2 separate regions of the Rattus norvegicus genome follow, and region 1 is linked to region 2. The links are chromatin contacts, called in public Hi-C maps. All regions are on one chromosome and are shown on one strand. The core of a region is the stretch at or near the end of the contact, and the rest is flanking DNA. Distances in the headings are between cores, read along the strand shown. Region 1 has its middle 31 kb from the start of Klhl38. Region 2 holds the start of Fbxo32 (F-box protein 32).

Region 1 (4,621 bases), core at 45-2,544, 67 kb after region 2:
AGTGCTTTTGTCTTGGAAGCTTCTAAAAATAAGGCTGAGGCCCTATCTACAGTTACTAATTTTACTGGGCTGGGGGTTGAAGATATAGGAGGAGTGCCTGGAAGCCCCCCTCTGTGATATGTACGAGTATTTGGGCAGAGAGCCATGTAGGCACATGCATGCTTTCCCCATATCTCTGTGCCCCTCCCCGACAGTTCTGAATGTTAGCCACAGCACTTACAACAGACTCCTTGGTGCTGGGTCTCCTTGTTCCCCTGCTGTGTATACAAGAGGCCAGATGACCAAGTCTATGCCTCCTCAGAGGTTGCCACCTGTTGCTGTAAATCGGAGGCGATTTCATCATGTCTTTGCTCCTCGTACTTTCCGTATCTTATAACTACATCTGGATGAACAACCTGTTGTTTTCCGTCTTGTAGCAACTTGCACGGTCACAAGGGACTGGTTCCTGTGCTGGGGGTGTTTGTGAATACGAGCTGGGAGTTTATAGATGGGAAATCACAGTGATAAGCTTTGCCTGTTGTTGGCCTTCTCATCTCTCCTTAATTTGTTGTTGGGAAAGACTTCAAGATAAATTACTGTTGTAAAGGCCAAGCAGATCACCACTCTCTCAGGTCAGGAGCTTCTGTGTGGGGTCTTTTAGTGAGATCAAACTGTATGGACAATCATGTATGTCCCTAAAGTAATGGAGAATCTGGAAGAAAGAGCTTCATGGATACATGATTCACTTCCTCCTTCCCCTCTCTACAGATATAAATATATTTTTCATAACTATTTGAGGGTTAAGGGCAGACACCCCTTTATATAAATATATTTTTCATAACCATTTGAGGGTTGCGGGCAGACACCCCTTTATTCCTAAGCTCTTCAGAATATGTTTCCTGTAAACAATTATGAAGGAAGTAATTCTCCATCTCAGCTGCATACATTTGAGAATACTCCAGGGAGGTGGGGTGGGAATGGGGATGGGGATAGAAAACAAGCATGCAAAACCAAGCAGACGAGAAAGCCCAGGCTCCAGTGGGAACAATGAAGCATCTGGGGTGGGAACAATGAAGCATCTGGGGCACAGGAACAGCATGGTGTTCTTCCAGGCTTCTTTGCTATCTCAATGACTGAGGTACAGAACTGCTGTATTCATGAATAAGAGGGGCTCAGACGTAATAGGACAGCTTACGGCTGCAATGTGGGAGGAAGGGTCTGAAGGCAAGGTTAGGGGATAGATAGGTAACAACCGTGGACGGTAACTGACACTTACACCAGCCACAGTGACTGATACACCAGCCAGTTCCAAGAACAGCTTAACAGTAAGAAGAGAATGGCCAGCCTCCAGATAGCCTCGAAATCCCCAGTCTGTTAGATCATGTATCATAGACTCAAGGGTGAAAAAAAGAGATAGCTTTGAGATTCTTTATGTCAGTGGTTCTCAACTTCCCAAAGCTGCGACCCTTTAATACAGCTCCTCATGTTGGGGTGATTCCCCCAACCATAACATTACTTCGTTGCTACTTCATAACTGTAATCTTGCTACTGTTGTGAATCATATTGTAAGAATCGATACACAAGCCACAGGTTAGTACCCACTGCTCTATGTACTCAACAATATGACCAAATGACCACCAGAGAGATCTAGGCATGGTGTATGTTGGGTGAGACATAGGACTATTTCCTCTGCAACAAGTCGATGGGCCTGATCTTCTTGCATTGTGGTTCTGCAAGGATGAACCACACAGAGGAAGAAACACAGAGCTTCCTTGGTTCATAATCAAGTGGAGACACCTTAAAGCTCTTCTTATTCAGGAATAAGTTCATACTTTGAAAATTAGCCTGGATACACGAGTTGTTAATCCACTGTCCTATTTACTTTATTTCTGTCTGTATAGACGTATGTTCTTTCCTGAATCACTTGAGGATTGAGGGCAGACTCTTTACAAGCAAACACTCTGGCACACCTTCCCAGTAAACCACGGTGTTCTCGAGACACTGACACATTGCTGAGACATAGAAGCAGGGACTGAGCCAATGAGCAAAGCAAGGGCTAATGATCCTTTGGTGAGGAAGTGAAGCTCTGTCTCTTTGGCAGAGACTACATTGGAGTGGACAGGGGAGATGAGGTGGGCCTAGGAGAGCTGCAGGTGGCTCTGTCTGGTTGATCCTAAATGGGATATAGGATTAAATACAAGGAAGCTGTCAGTTACTCATGGAGACCTAGCCATTTGGGATCAGTATAGAAGCTACCTACTGTTTCCTCTCTTGGACTGTCACGAGGAGTGGCTATGTGGCTTCTGACAAGGTCACAGTGAATAATTATATGACTTCCTGGGCTGATTATCAGAGGTGTGAGGTTGCTTTCCTGGGTAGACTGTGGTAGATCGGGGTTAAATTTCTGTCTTTATATATGGTTTAGCCATTGCCATTTTAAAAAGACTTCCAGCACAGTGTTGAAGTTGATGTTAACTTTGGCTCAACATTACTAGCTAATAGTCCATATTCAGTTCTGCAACCACCCCATCATGTCTCTCTTCCTCCTTCCCAGCCCAACTGCAATGAAGACCATCATGCATTGCACACAATGGCCATGTCTTTCATGTCCCTTAGTTTGACCCAGCCCCTCTGGCTTTGTTCAGTTTTTATAACATTAACTCATGTGTAAGTGTTCCTGTGTTTATATTCCAGTGTGCGAATGAGCATTTGTGAGCCTGTATGTGTAAAGTATGTGGTGGCCAGAGGTCTACATCGGGGGTCTCCTTCAATTGCTTTCCATTTGATTGTTTATTTATTTATTTATTTATTTATTTAATTGAATTTAAGCCTTGCTGATTGGTTAGGCTGGCCAGCCTGCAAACTGAGCATAAGCATTAACAGACGATCACTACTGTGCCTGTTTGTTGTGTTTTGTTACTGTTTGTTTTCTTACAAGAGTACTGAAGGTTTGAACTCAGGTCCTCTCTCTTGCACAGCAAGTACTTTACTGACTGGCCCTCTTCCAACCCCCTACATTAGCATTTTGCAGTGCACAGGTCAGTACTTTCTTCTGGGCATACCCTAGTGTGCATGCAATGTACATTTCCCTGGATATAAAAGTACCCATGGTGCTCCTGCAGGCCTCCTTCCTAAAGTCTTGCTTCAGAGACTTGGAATTGTTTGCGTTTCTGCAGCCCAGGTAACAAGATCATGGTGTCTAATCTCGGATACAGAAAGTCACATGAGCATGGAAGGCAGAGGGCAAGTCTGTAAACAGCAAGTGGTACCCACAGCCACACCCTTTAGAGGCCGATCGTCCCAAGGCCAACAGAGCTTCTGAACTATGTTTTGGTTCCAATTTTGGAATTAAGTTCTCTCCTGAGCTTAACATCCCATTGCACTGTCTGTACGTAAACATCTGCACGCTGCTTTCCATCTCTCTGTCCTCTTTTCTTGTCTCTGTGAAGATGCCAAAAACATTTTCCAGGTCCAGACTGAAGAGAGCCAGGGTGTTGCTCCTGCAAGAAATCATCCCGGGACAGCCATAGTCATGGGAGGATGGAAATAGCATTGTGTTCTTTAAAGAACATCAGAGCTGGTTGACCAAATGCAATTTCATGACTACCGATTGCATTTTGGTCCAGGGAAGGAAAGTGTGTGTGTGTGTGTGTGTGTGTTTGTGTGTGTGTGCATGTGTGTATGTGTGTGTTTGTGTGTGTGTATGTTTGTATGCGTGTGTGCGTGTGTGTATGTGTGTGTGCATGTGTGCGTGCGTGTGTGTGTATGTGTGCATGTGTATGTGTGTGTATGTGTGCGTGTGTATGTGTGTGTATGTGTGTGTGTATGTGTGTGTGCATGTATGTGTGTTTGTGTGTGTGTGCATGTGTGCCTGTGTGTATGTGTGTGTGTATGTTTGTGTATGTGCATGTATGTATGTGTGTGTATGTGTGTGTGTGCATGTGTGTGTGTTTGTGTGTGTATGTGTGTGTGTACGTTTGTGTGTGTGCATGTGTGTGTGTTTGTGTGTGTATGTGTTTGTGTACGTTTGTGTGTGTGTGCATGTATGTGTGTGTGCATGTGTGCCTGTGTGTATGTGTGTGTATGTTTGTGTATGTGCATGTATGTATGTGTGTGTGTGCATGTGTGTGTGTGTGTGTGTGTGTGCGCGCGCGCGCACATGTGCACACGTGTGCACGTGTCTGATTTGACTCCCTGTAAGCTTACCCCTCAGGAACCTCCTGATGCTGAGGAAGCATTTCTCAGTTTATCAATCCCCTGGATTGGAGTTAAAAAAATCTCCTCTGTCTGTCTTCTCAGTGCACTGAGCAGTAACAGGTTTTTGTTTATGGCCGATTGAACTAAAATAAGTTTGCAATGCATGGCACTTAAGACACCGGTGTTTGGTGTCAGCTTGCCTGGCTTAAGCTTCTGCTATCTCATTCTGTGTCCCTGAGCAAAAAGGCTTTACTTCGGGTTCCCAGTAGGGAAAGGAGGACAGCATTAATTGTTACAGGTTGGGAGTGAGGATTGATTGCCACAGTAAGTGACAGATTTACCTCAATGTTGATCAATGATAAACCTTCATCGAATGCTAACATAAGCATCACTCAAGTGACAAGCTAAAACTTTGAGTTTTGATGGCCATGATGGAGGAGGATGG
Region 2 (5,002 bases), core at 2,442-4,941:
TGTCCAGTGAAATTTTGATGCTCAAAGTCATATATAGGTTGCCAAACCTGAATAGGCTACTTCCTGGATTGCTTTGGGGGAAACAGGCTAGCCCATGAGGCTTATTACAATACTGTCCTGCACAGGGTAAGTGCTTGTAAAAATATCTCTATTATTTTTATTCAAGGTATCAAGGCCAACTTCCTCCTTCCTGGGCCAGTCTTAGCAACAAACAGTATGTAATGCTGGGATGGGCTTTTAACAGCAGAAGTGCAGGCTTGGCTATGAGAGTTGAGATTACTCATCCTGGAGTTGGGGCGGAGCAGGGGTGGTTGGGGAGGAGGCAGTGTGGGTCATCTCAACCACCACTTCCTTGAAGCATTCTTGGATGGCTCCAGCTCATAGAGTGCTCCTTCCTTGAAATTCTAATCTGCCACACAAACCTAACACTGGCCATCTCTTCTTTATCTTACAGTTTCAACTTTTTGTTTGGTTTTCGGAGATGGGGTTTCTCTGTGTAGCCCTGGCTGTCTTGGAACTTGCTCTACAGACCAGGCTGGCCTCAAACTCAGATCTACCTGCCTCTGCCTCTGCCTCTGTGTGTCTGTGCCTCTCTCTGTGCCAGGATAAAAGGTGTGCACCACCACAGCTAGGTTCAGTTGCAACTTTTTAAGAGGTCAGCTTTAAGCTTATCTAAAATTTTCTACTATGTCAGGAGGAATTTGGCTACTGAGACTGTAACATTTGGCTGTTGGAGGGCAGCGCCCTGGACCACAGAAACAATGGCCAGTGGAGTCTATAACAGGTGTACAGTGCAGACAAGCCATGGTTTCCTCTAATCAATAATCTCACCAGACGACGCCTTTATTCTTCACTCTTGCTGGGCAACTTTCAGGACGGTGCATGGAATTAGAGAAGCCTCAGTAGTTCAGTTTACAGTCACTCACCCTCTTTTATGAAGGACCTGCCTTTTGTTTTCTTAGAATAAGAGGCCATTCAAGCTCACCTGTGCAGTCAGGCACTGGGCCCAAACCTTACATCACAGGAAAACCAAGACGGAAAACAGAGAGCTATCTGAGATCACAAACCCAGACTCAGAAGGCCACTGCTTTTGAGAAGTTGGCAGGCTCTTCTGCTATGGAAGGAGGGCATTGTTTATGGTTGCTGGGGGGGAAAATCCCCTGCAGACAGTCAGCTGCTTTGCTGAGGCAGATGACCAAATCATTCCTCAACTGTGACTCAGCAGAGAACCGCAGGTGGCTTTGGTATTGATCACTGTTGGGACCATGATGACTGAGAGTGATAGCTTCAGCTCACAGGTGTGACACTCAAGAAAAGAAAGGGGATCAGGGAGGGACAAAAGGACAGGGTTTCTCTGTGTAGCCCTGACTGTCCTGAAACTCAACTCTGGCCTCGAACTCAGGGATTCAGCTGCCCCTGCCTCCCAAGTACAGGGATTAAAGGCCTCCATCACCACCAGGCCTCAGAGGCAGGTTTAACTCCTCTTCAGATCTTTTGGATTAGGGAGAGTGAGGTGTCCCTATTTCTGTCTCCTGGAGCAAGGATGGAGTGAGCGACCAGATGAACTGGGATTTCTCCATTTTAGTTCCCAGCTTGCTGAAACACAGTGGGCTGTTATCCTGTTTTAGTGGGACAAGTCATTGTGATGCAGTGGGCTGGACCCCTGCATCGTCACCCTGGAAAGAACCTAAGCTTTTTTTTTCTTTTTCTTTTTTTTTTTTTTCCCCGGAGCTGGGGACCGAACCCAGGGCCTTGCGCTTCCTAGGTAAGCGCCCTACCACTGAGCTAAATCCCCAGCAAACCTAAGCTTTTTATACAGGAACAAAGAACTGGGGTATTAGATTCGGGCTCCTAAGATAGTTGGTTCCAAGGAGGAGAAAGCTTCTGGTGTATCCCCTACTCACTTAGTCGAGGAAAAAGTATTAGGTATAACTGTTGACTTCATTCGCTGGAAAACAGTCAGGTGAGACAATGATTGACTATCTGATTTTCTGTGAATAAGATTTCTTTATTCTTTATAGTCTTTATAGTGTTCTAAACTTCTCTGGGACTTCCTCAAAGAACCTAACACAAGGCTAATGTATTTGATTCTCCTGGAAGGCCCCAAGTACAGTGATTTGTCTCACCTCATTAAGAGACAAAGGGAATTCAAGCATTACAAATCACAAACAAATGGGAGACAGTGGAGGTCACGCTGCGCACATAACCACAGTTTCTTGACAATTGCCAAAGCTTTATTCAAACAACCATTGGCAAATCTCACTCAGTGGGACCTGGCCCACTCACAGAAGTCTCTGCTGAAGTCAGCTTAGGGATGCAGGTGTGTGTGTGTGTGTGTGTGTGTGTGTGTGTGTGGTGTTAGCCAAAGGACAGTGGGAGGGGAAAGCACCTAAAGGTGACCTCAACTGCAAACAAACTTCTACCAGTTCCTCAGGTGTCTCAGGGAGTCAGCTGTTCAGGTTGGGAATTGATTCTCGACCTCATAATTTATGAGTGGGCACTTGTGACCTCAGATTTTCCACTAGATGACAGAGCTCAGGTGAGACTTCAAGTCTGGGTGGTCTTTCTGCGGCTGGCAAGCACCACTAAGGAGGGGAGTGTGCTCACCGTATAAAGACTGACTGGAAAGGGCTAAGGAGGAAACAGGTGCAAGTGTCTGGGCCTTCCTGAAGCAGAGCATTGTTCTCGCATTTCTTTCCTGCCTCCCTCAGTAGCCCCTAAGCTTTACCCCAAAGACCCATTCCACAAGTCTGCCCAGGAGGGCTGTTGTCCCAGGGTTCATCCTCTGCCCCTCCCAGTTACTCTTTTTTTTCTCGGCCCACTCAGCCGTCGCCTGTGCGTGGGAAGAGACTTCATGCACTCAGGGTAGGGCTCAAGACCAATCCCATCATCCGGCTGGTGACTACTACGGTTCTTGTACTCTTTGGGTCCTGTCACAGGACAGTGAAAGGCAAACAGTCAAGTCGCTAGCAACCGCTTAAAGCAGTAACTGTGCGATTCTGGGATCTAAAGGAAGAGTCTGTGAGTTGTGCGCCTGTGTTCAAGTGTTTAGGAACATAATCCCCGATTGCCAGATTGAGGGGTACCAGGTTCTGTATGGAATCTTTTCTTCTGGGTGACACTGATCTTGATCAGTAGGAGACACTAAATTACTCATCTCTCACATTCTGGTGACCTTTGCAGAAATCCCGGCCCCTCACTCCTATCCCTTCAGCCGGAAGCCCCTACTTTATTCTGGCCCAGAGCTGCTTGCCCTTCTTCACCTGCCCCTGAGGTGCGCACCTCCCCCTTGCCCCCCCCCCCCCCCAACAGCTAAGATCGGTTTTGTGGAAGTCCTCACCTGCTGAGGTCGCTCACGAAGGTGCCGCTTTTCTCATCCAAGAAGCGCTTCCAGCCGTCCGCCGTCTTCACCCAGCTCTGGCCCGGGGACCGCCAGTCCTGACCAAGGAACGGCATGGTACCGAGAGCGGACGCGACCGACGGATAGGACGGATCGACAGCCAGGAACCGGCCTGGCTTGCCCAGGGGATGCGCCGCTCTGGGAAGACGCTAGGGAACGCAGGCGGCAACTGGAACAAGAGTCGGGGAACTGATGTGGAGGGTTGCGGGTCCTGGGTGGGCGCGAGGGTCCTTGCACTGGCAGGGGATCAGGCGCTGAGGAGGGTCGCGTGTCGCGTCCTGACTTCGGGAATGCTGCGCGGCTGCCGGAGCGCAGTATTTATCCCGGGCCGCTGCCCCGTCTCTTTGTTGCCGGAAGAGCCTCCTGCTCTTAGCCCGGCCCCCCCTGCGCCCCGAGGCCACGTGGCTTTGTTTATGGGCTCGCCTTGTTTTCCGAGGCGCCCGCGGCTCTCGCTCTGCTCGCAGTTGCACAACCTTGCGCCCGTGGAAACTTGAAGCTGCCTGGCTAGGCCAGATGTCCCGCTGACCCTCGGTGCCCTGGCACCTCTTGCACCTCCCCTACTCCCCTGTCGGGCGTAGCTGCCTTCACTAAGATCCTGGCTTTGCACTCAGCACTACGTCCCCCCCTACGGGTCCCGGACAAACTAGGTGCAACCAGGAAACAGACATAGAAAGTTCGGAACTGTCAGTCCCAGGGGGTCTGGAAACGGCGGGACCGATCTTTGCTGGCAGATCAGCCTTGGGGGAGGTCAGAGCGTCTGGGGCTGGTTAGGGGCGCAGTCTGTGAACCTCTTTCACTGCCAGTACCAACTCCAGGCGCCAGGGTGTGCTAAGTGAAAGAGGGGATCCAGTACGGCAGGAGTGGGGAGGGACTGCCCCCACCCCTTCCGCCTTAAAGCTGACATTTGATGCGCTTGCTGTCAAACTCGACTCCCCCAGTGGCAAAGGAGGGGGAAAAAGAGGCCCCGAGGAGTCTAGACCCCATGTTGTGGAAGTGAAGAACTGAGATAGTCTTAGGTCCCACTCTGAGGGACCCTGAGGAGGCAGCGCTGGCGTCAAGGCGCCGGGCCCAGAACTAACCCTCCAGGGCCGGAGTCCGGAGTCCGGAAGGAGTCTCTGGCTATGCTCACTGTGCTTGCTCTCATGCCCCAGGGGCTCTCATGCCCCAGGGCTGGGCTTTTATCCTGTGGAACTACAGGAACCCTCCTCTCTTTTCCTTTACCCAGTTCAATTCCTGGTGTCCTCTGGCTTCTAGCTATAAAATCCTCCTGGGTTTCATGTCCACTTCAGACAGGGAAGAGAGCCTGTTATGTACTTAACTCTCCTAGCACGAGGGGGTTGCCTGTCTGGCTGATACTCTGGTTTTCAGGTGAAAGGCTGTCGGGTCCTCAGAGGGGGTTAAGTCTATGATTACCTAGGGACTTATGACGGCTTCTCAACTCAGAGCGATCCTCTCTGGCATGCAGAACATAGCCCCCCCTCCTTTATTCTAGAGACATCTCAGCCTTACCACCAGGGTCAGAATTGGCCGTTCATAACCATCCTGTCTGTCTCCCTCCTCTGAGTGTGTGTGCATTTGGGCGCATGTGGAGACCAGAGGTCA

Evidence for each region. A called contact is a pair of places that touch in the nucleus more often than the background predicts.
Region 1: a Hi-C map of psoas muscle shows a contact between it and region 2, with 2.3 times the contacts expected there. The contact joins the enhancer-like site here to the promoter of Fbxo32 in region 2. A contact is called at or near these places in 2 of 12 Hi-C or Micro-C datasets (mammary epithelial cells and psoas muscle).

Annotation. Positions count from the first base shown.
Region 1 is chr7:91,720,502-91,725,122 of GRCr8, forward strand. No RefSeq gene overlaps it. Among named protein-coding and RNA genes, the nearest start is that of Klhl38, 31 kb to the right of the region's middle. Within about 2 kb of position 1,295, at least 3 of the 93 cell types and tissues checked have an H3K27ac peak or open chromatin away from gene starts, as enhancers often do.
Region 2 is chr7:91,650,800-91,655,801 of GRCr8, forward strand. Fbxo32 (F-box protein 32) reads right to left here and starts at 3,692. Exons shown (of 9, transcript NM_133521.2): 1 at 3,341-3,692. The coding sequence starts at 3,456.